2 separate regions of the Capsicum annuum genome follow, and region 1 is linked to region 2. A link is a contact called in public Hi-C data. All regions are on one chromosome and are shown on one strand. The core of a region is the stretch at or near the end of the contact, and the rest is flanking DNA. Distances in the headings are between cores, read along the strand shown. Region 1 has its middle 16 kb from the start of LOC107842668. Region 2 has its middle 82 kb from the start of LOC107842668.

Evidence for each region. A called contact is a pair of places that touch in the nucleus more often than the background predicts.
Region 1: a contact with region 2 is called in a Hi-C map of bud, with 3 times the contacts expected there. The contact joins two enhancer-like sites. A contact is called at or near these places in 2 of 5 Hi-C or Micro-C datasets (bud and placenta).

What each region holds. Positions count from the first base shown.
Region 1 is chr9:92,766,284-92,770,687 of UCD10Xv1.1, forward strand. No RefSeq gene overlaps it. Among protein-coding and RNA genes, the nearest start is that of LOC107842668, 16 kb to the right of the region's middle. Within about 2 kb of position 3,143, at least 1 of the 5 cell types and tissues checked has an H3K27ac peak or open chromatin away from gene starts, as enhancers often do.
Region 2 is chr9:92,699,695-92,704,091 of UCD10Xv1.1, forward strand. No RefSeq gene overlaps it. Among protein-coding and RNA genes, the nearest start is that of LOC107842668, 82 kb to the right of the region's middle. Within about 2 kb of position 2,712, at least 5 of the 5 cell types and tissues checked have an H3K27ac peak or open chromatin away from gene starts, as enhancers often do.

The sequences.
Region 1 (4,404 bases), core at 1,893-4,392, 67 kb after region 2:
TTCTTTCGGTTGACAATTTAGTCCACAATAGCTGATGATTAAGTTCACAAAATCATCATACAAAACATCACTTTAGAATGTCATAGCTATTGTCTCTAGTATTTCAACCTCCTTCCAATGTCATACATATCGATTGCTCTTCTCGATTCATTGACCATGACAATCCACCTCTATTATTATTGATCCCTCCATTAGTGGTACCTAAATAAAGTCATTTGTTAAAAAAAATTAATAGTGATTCATAGTGTCATATATGAATCCCAACAAATATATAATCTGTTACAACAGGTGAAAAATAAGTTACAACAAGTAATTGATCAATCCCAATAGATTACTTACCTATTGGGATTCATGTTACGCTCCTGAAGTTGATTTCAATAAATGAGTCATATGTTGTGACAGGTGAATCATATGTTGCAACAGACTATGTATCTGTTGCAACAGATGAAGCGTCTGTTAGGATAAATATTACAGTACTATGGCACCTTTAAAACTGATTCCAACAGATGAGTGATATGTTGTAATAGATAATTAACCTATTGTGATAGATAACTTACCTGTTGCAACAGACGACGCGTCTGTTGGAATCGAATTCAGGTTCTATTACAACAGGTTATTAATCTGTTGCAACAAATATTTACCATATTACAACAGATGAAATATTTGTTAGAATCGAGTTCAGGTTCTGTTGCAACAGGTTACTAATCTGTTGCAACAGATATTTATCATGTTGCACCAGATAACAAATCTGTTACAATAGAGGGTTATATGTTGCAACAGATGACCTATTTGTTTGATTCATGTTATGACACTATAGAACCATAAACATGAATCTAACATATGTGTCTTCCGTTGAAACAGATGTCTCATCTGTCGCAATAGATGATTGATCTATTTAAACCGATGGCTCTTATATTGCATTCATAGTCGCGTTCTATCTATTGTTGAAAAAACAACACAATAGCAGTTACCCAAATGACAAATTCAACTAAAAATCATAATTTGACTTACCAAAGTCTCCTATGAAGTAATGCCGAAGTGGAAAGTGATGTACAAAATAAAATTTGAGCTAAGAAATGAGTCAAATAACAACAATAACGGTAACAACAACAACAACAATAGTCAACAAGGAGAAGATAGAGATGATAATGAAGTAGAAGATGATGATAATGAAGCAGAAGATGATGAATAAAACAGCAGCAACAATGAACAACAAAATCGCTAAGAGAGAAAATAACAATGCATGAGAAAAGAGAGAAACACCCCTTTTTCTGTTATATTGGGTAAATATTTGGATCAAAGTGTAAATTTAAAAATTTGTGGGTTATTCTCAAACTTACCCAACTTTCTTAATCCATAATAATGTAATTGTCATCCCCACTCAATTATTAAGACTTGAGTTACCTACACCTTATTTTCAAACTCTTTTGTCACTTTTAGCTTAAAGCCCTAGGTGATTTTATTTTTCATTGATATAATTGAATGTATTTACTTTTATCAAAAATCAAACGAACAATATCAAAATGACAAATTACTTAATTGAATTCGGGCTCGTATATAAGGAAAAAAATAGCCTATAATATGACTATCACTCATCTGCATATAAAAATGAAGATTTTAAATCAAAAATGTTTCGAAAAAAATGCATAATATGAAGAATGCAACAATAAATTCATGAATAAAGCTAATGATCAGTTTTTAAAAAATCATGAATAAAGCTAATGATCAGTTTTTTTTAAAAAAAAGATAAAAGCAAGTTTAGTGTTATATATCATTGCAGAAGTATATATAGAGGGGTTAGGGAGTTAGAACTCCACTCCAGCTCAAATTTCATTTGAATTTGATATTCAAATAACATATCAAAGTAGGTACTTCTATTTAAAAGATATTATTATCCTACACGTACTACTGCTTCTACCACTACTATTGATTATATATATAAGATATATAAGAGAGATTATGAAAATAGAACTTCATTCCAATTTAAATTTCATTTAAATTCAAATTCAAATATAATATTCATTTGTTAAAAGAAGATCAATTTATTGTTCTTTCTATCCATATTTCAAATACAATACATACTTATCTTATAATGTATATATTTGAATTAAGAGAAATACTTGAAATCAATAATCCACATATTTTTTTTAAAAAATAATTCCTACGTTGTTTTTCCTTTTCCTTCTAGCACTAAAACTATATACTATCCATTACTATAATTTATTTTATTTTTTATTTTTAGTAATAGTAGTACTACTACTGCTACTATATGTACCTGCGCAATGCGTGAATAATATTAAAATATTATTTCTAATCATTTTAAAGAGACTCTTTTTGGAAAATCCTCGACGCATAACTAATTCAGATTAATCTACAATATATTATTTAACGTCATAACTAGTTATATAAAAAGATCTTTCTCTAATATACCTTTTCTAAATTTTAGCACGTCAGATTGGATATATAAACTAAATCATATGAAATTCAGATATATTCAACTCAAATTTAATTTGGACTGGTCTATTTACTTTAGTCTTTCAAATATATGCCATCGTTATTTCATCAAAATCGAAAAACAACATACTTATAAGAAATAGTTTTTTTTTTTATCTTTTACGAATATTTATTTTTCATATCAAAGAATATCTTTCAATTCGAAACTGTATCTATTAATTAGTAAACGATATGCTCATTTGTATGTGCGTTACAGCTTTTTAACAATATGCTGAAACAACATTCTAGCTACTTCCTCAAGATCAATCTAATCTTTCATTCAAATATTTCAGCTTTTTAATTCACTTCATACTGAAACCATCTTCTAATCATTTCATCCCGAAATAATTTGTCAAGCAAACCATATAATTGTTATAGCATTATCAAGTTGAAACTAAGTGAATTATAAACATAAAATCTCAAAACGTTGGAATAAAAGAGACAATTATCGTAGATAGAGAAAATTAAAGCAATAAATAATTTGAAATAGAAAAAATTACAAAATATACGTCAATTACAATTGCGGAATACTTCATTAGTAACAAATTGCGAAGACAACCAATTACATGAATGACCTGTAGTGTACAAAGCGTGTTTAGTTCTACTTTCTAATAAGAGAAAAATATAGGAGATGTTGGTGAATCTCCTTTTGACTTCTTCATGCATTTAGTTTCTTGTATTTTGAACAATCTTGGTGGAACGTCTAGCTTGACACTAGATATATCACAATCATATATAACTTATTCTCAACTTTACCTTAATTAGAATGACGCTTGGACTAAATGAGATTTTTGTGTCTACTTTCTGAATTTGTCTTTTCTTTGTTCCAATGGTTCTTATCTCCTTTGATCTTCTTGCATTTGCTTTTCACTTCATCTGTTTAAAATTATAAAAGCTAGTAGAGATATTTAAGTTATTATATCTTTGCAGACATTGGGAGACATATGAAAGTTAAAAAATCTCGCGTGTGGAAAATAGAAAGATCTCTTATGCACAATCTTACTCGTCCTTCGTCTTACCAATTCACTCTTACACCTTTGATACTCCTTTTGCAAGTACTCACCTCTCAGCCGAAGAGCATATTATTTGTTGATAAGTAATTGCAGAAATATATTTAGTTAATGCAAGAATTCAGGATATGAAAGAAAAATCGCAAACAAATATACATGTTAGTAAGCAATTGCAGAAATATAAAAAATATCAAAAATATAAACTGACATTTACTAAAATTTGCAAAAAGTAGTGAAGACTGATAACTATATTTTCTTTACCTCCATTAAAATCATAATTGTTATTTTATGTGATCTTCATATATAAAAGGGTATCAAATAATAAATCTATAAATAGACAAATCAAAACACACACGATAACCAATCCTCTGGGAAACAAAGCACAATGCTAGATGTCAAGTCAAAGAAGTTAATAGCAACAGCGAATCATGAATAATTGGCCAGCATGCTAATCAGAAAAGAATAAATAATTATAAGATTAAGCTAATCATCACATTAATTTTTTTTAAAAAAGTATTTACATATGCAAACAACATAATGAAAATAGAAGTGATTCGTATTTCTCCAGACATGACTAAAGTTAATCATCGAAAAAGAAGAGAAGAAACAAATCTTAAAAAAGCCTAGCGGAGAAGTAACTCAGAAAAAATATAACGTAAATAATTTGATATAAAAAAGAAGTCAAAACATGCATAACTGTAAAAGACGGTTTTCATTATTTTCAAATTTCTGAAAACCAAATTTCCTATAAAAAAAAAAAAGGAACCAAAAGGTGTTTAGCTGTAAAGGGACAATTGTAATTTTCTTTTAATTAAAAAACTTAATTGGTAAGATAAATGAATTTTCAAAAATAACATAAAAAGGAGATAATTTTTCTTCTTTTTAGTTGCTACAAAGGAGT
Region 2 (4,397 bases), core at 1,462-3,961:
CAGAACAGGTAGTTTTAACTTTTCCCAGCCAAGGTCAGAAGGTGGTAGCTATTCTCAGTTCCATCAGAAGTTTTCAACCCTAACTTTATTTTTAGCTAGTGTGCCAGTGCCTAAGTTCGGGAAAGATAGTAGGGATAGGACGCCAGGCTCTAAGTCACATGGTAGTGTGAACAGTGGTTGTACTAATTCGCTCTATAGGAAATATGGCAGGCATCATCAAAGTTTGAATAGATCTAGAAGTGATGTGTGTTTTAGATGTGGAAAGCCAGACCATAGAGTCAGAGATTGCCCAAAGGCTTGTCAGCAAGGTCAGTTCAATCATCCTCCAGTTCCAGTCGGTGACCCGACCCAATAGGGTGCCGCTTCCAGCACAACCGGTGGGCAATGCCAGAATAGGTTGTATGCTATCTAGACTTGGCAGGACCAAGAAATTTCTTCTGATGTAGTTACCGGTACATTGTAGATTTTTCATCTCTATATTTATGCTTTATTAGATCCCAGAGCTTTACTCTCCTTTGTAACCCCCTATTTAGAAGTTGATTTTGGTGTCAGTCCTCAATCTTTAGCATGAACTTTCTCAATGTCTATCCCAGTGGATAAATCGGGAATAAAAGATAAAGAGTTTGAGTTAGGCCCTTTTTTAGCCCATCCACATGGTGTCCAAACTTTGGGCTACTCATTTTGTGGACTTTGAGTCCATGTCCCTGCATGTATTCTAGCTGTATATCACAACCACTTTTCATGCATTTTTTGTATATCTAATGTATATATGACCATATATTAGTCATATATGCATGTGTTTTGGTCCTGCACTAATATCCTAACTTCACCTCCTCGGTTCAGCCTTATTTCTTGTTCTTTGGTAACTTTGGAACTTTGGCATGCAGTTTAACTCAATGATATGCAAGAGGAAAGTCTGTTTGGACACATTGAGGTGTCACATGCAAAAACAAAGATGAAACATTAGTATTTAGGTCATCAGAAGAACTCATCAGATAAAGCAAGATATTGAAAAGAACGAGTTACAAATTTGAACAAAGCTGTAGCACCTTTCAATGATGGATCTATTTAAGTAGAATGTAACGGCAAAAGCAATTAAGAGAGAAAATAAATTTATGCATTACTTGACCAACTTCAAGAACATTTTCATAGTCAAATCATACTTAGCATTCAAGATTCGCAAAGGCTGTTGTATTGATCCTTAATCCAGACCTAGACATTGGTCTTGATTTCACAATTAAAGGCCATAAGGAAACAAAAGAGAAGAGACGAGCAATAGTTCAAAATGAAAAAGAAAGAAAGAAAATGACAAAGCTTTACTCTCCTCATATGATAACTTGCCTGAGTAAACTATTTAAAGAAAGGCATACTAAGAAAAAATAAAATTTTTAGGCATAGTGACCTACAGCCCCAAGGAAACTAATCTTGGCCTTAAGCTCCTTTTTACAGATTATGCAAATCACAACACCAATCATCCAAACTACTAATTTATCCCATAATACTAAACTCTACACATGCGTAAAACTACAACAATAATTCAAATACTAAACCAAACAATAACAATTGAAAACCGCTCAGCTACATGTTTCGGGAGGCCAAGAAGAAAACGGTCGAGACTTTTACACACAAGTTTCACAAAACATTCATGTATTGTATGTTCAACAAATCAAAATAATAGATTTTTTATAGGGGTTAGTTTCTACCTCAGAAATAAGAACAAAAAATAATGAAATTCTTTATGTATTCAAATCACACCGAAAGCAAAAAGAAAACACAATCAATGTCCGTGAAATCGAATTCAAATTTTCAACAGCAACGCCACACTAAATCAACCAAATAACTTCCAACATCAACGAATCAACAAGCCTCACGATTGTGGAACTCAAATTTTGTTATAACAAATAAACACAAATAAAGGATGCAAAAAGTGAAGCCTTCACCTGTTTCCACGCAGGAACCAAGACAAACGAACTTTAGGCAACGGAATTCAACCGAAATGTATGTTGTTTCGATCGAGTTTTAATTCCAATTTGCCGAGATTTCAACCTTTTGTCGGGATTGATTCTCGATGGAACTTCTTCTTGAATTCTTTTGTTATGAGGGATTAGGGGAACGCTCCTCCCGAATCCCCAAGTTTTCCCCAAAGAATCCCCTCTTCACCCCCTTCTTCTTAGCATATATTTTTAGGGGAAATTGGGGGGAAATAGCTAGGGTTTTGGATTTCAATTTTGAATTGAATAACTTGGAAAATTCAGGTCCACAGCAGGACGAAAAACCATGAATGGTCTTGTACTTCAACTGAATTTTTTACAATGAGAGTGGTACAGAAGAGATGTAGGGGGTACTTCTTTGCCCTAAATAGTGAGTCCAAACAAAAGAAAGATGAAAGTTTTTTGGTTTTTGGCCGTGGATGGATGTACTAAATGGATAAAATGGTAAAAATGGATGATTTAGGATTTTGCTGTTAAATTGATTTTACCGTTGAACATCGTTTAGGGGTTGAAACTGCTGGGATGGAGGTTGTACGCATGGGAATTATTTTTGTACGCAGTGGTTTGAACGTCGTTAGTTCTTGGTCAGTTGTCTGGGCGTGTATGTTGTTGTTACGTTGTTTGTGTATAAGGGAAAGAGAGAAGGGGTTGTAGGCTGGGTCAGGTCTTTGGGCTGAGGTGATGGGATATTGTTTGGTGGGCTGCTGATTTATGGATGTTGGGCCATTGGATGGAGAAAAGTTGGCTGTTGTTGTTATTGTACCATTAGCTAGGAGGGTGGTACACTGATAGGGAGACTGGGTCAGAGATTTTAGGCTGGAGTAGGATGTTGGGCCTGATTTGGGAAAAGGGCTGGCTGAAATTTGTTGGTCTGGTTGGGAATTGAGGATTTAGGGCCTTTATTAAATAGCAAAAAAAAGAGAATTTGGACAATAATATTTAAATTTTAGCCTTATAAAAATTCAATTGCATTATGGTCAATTTGATTTTCAATTAAGTTCTAATTTAATAAATTGACTAAATTGAAACAATATGTGAAATGAATTAACAACCAATTCAATCCTGAGCTTCTTGATTCAATAAAATCAAATTCATATTTTCCAAATAAATTATTTTTAAATCAAGATTTTATCCATTTGAATTCATATTCTAGATAACCCTTGACTAAAATTTATTTTTTTTATAAAATTTAATGATCTCGTAAACACAACTACAAAAACATATAATAGTTATTTTAAATGATTAAAATTACCTAGATAACTATTTGAAAGAATTTATTTGGATAAAATAAATGTTAAAATTTTATTTAAAATCAAATAAATGCGGGATTGAACTTAGTCGTGGAGGGCAAAAATTAGGTGTCAACAACTGCCCCCTCCCTTTGGGTAGGATGGATGCAAGTAACCCTAGGCAAAGGGAGTTTGACGTTCTTAATTTTGTTCGGCCACAAATTCAGTTATGACAGAGCTTAGTTTTTGTATGAGTTTCATGGCGTTATGGCCGATCCCCGGTATCGAGTTTCCTACATATCTCAGGTACATGAGAACTCAGGTCACCTGTAGTTCATTACGCTTGATTAAAGCATGATTTTCAAAAAATTCACAAGCTATGTCAGTTTTCGAGTGTTAATAAAACTAAAAGGTTGGGGAATAAGGAGATTTGGGGGGGATGGAATGCAGTCGAGTTTTCCATATAGATCTCAGCCTACATATTCCTGAGATCTAGGGAATCAGACTGCTTGTAGTTAGACTCGATCGGTAGAAATGATTGTCTTTTATTTTGGATGATCTTTGGCTCGGGATGAGTGACAAGCTGATTGAGCTACAGGAAAAACTTGTAAACTCTTAACCATTAATGTAGAGTTCTTCACATCCATAGGCAAGACTTTACTCAGATATAATCTCCAAACTCTAAGTGTGTTGTCACTCGAATTTGAAGAAAAGAGAAGGTTACCTCGGTGTGAGTTTACAAATACTCCAAAAGTGAAGCTGAAACAAAAATCCCAAAATTTCCACATGTCTTCTAATAGAGATATTATTTGATGGTGGTGGAAGTGGTCTTTAGCTCACGTCCAAAGAGTTTGATATTCCTCTTTAGACTATGTCCCAGTTCGCTGCTAAGAAAAAGTTCCACATTGTGCTACGTCCTTTTTGGAGTTGTCCGCACCTGTGATTTTAGTTTGAAATTTTCATCCTTTTCGAATGCTCTCGACAACATCTCAAACAAAACTATTAGTAATAAATATAACTTACTAAGGGGTTTATAGTCTTTTACTATATCTCCATATGAGTTGCTACCTGCAAAAGACGCTATCCTCTCATGTACCTGTTTGAAGGGCGATAATTCTCGCAATACCCGATACAAAAACCCTTTGTTATTGAATAAAATAGTTATTTTGATGATTGG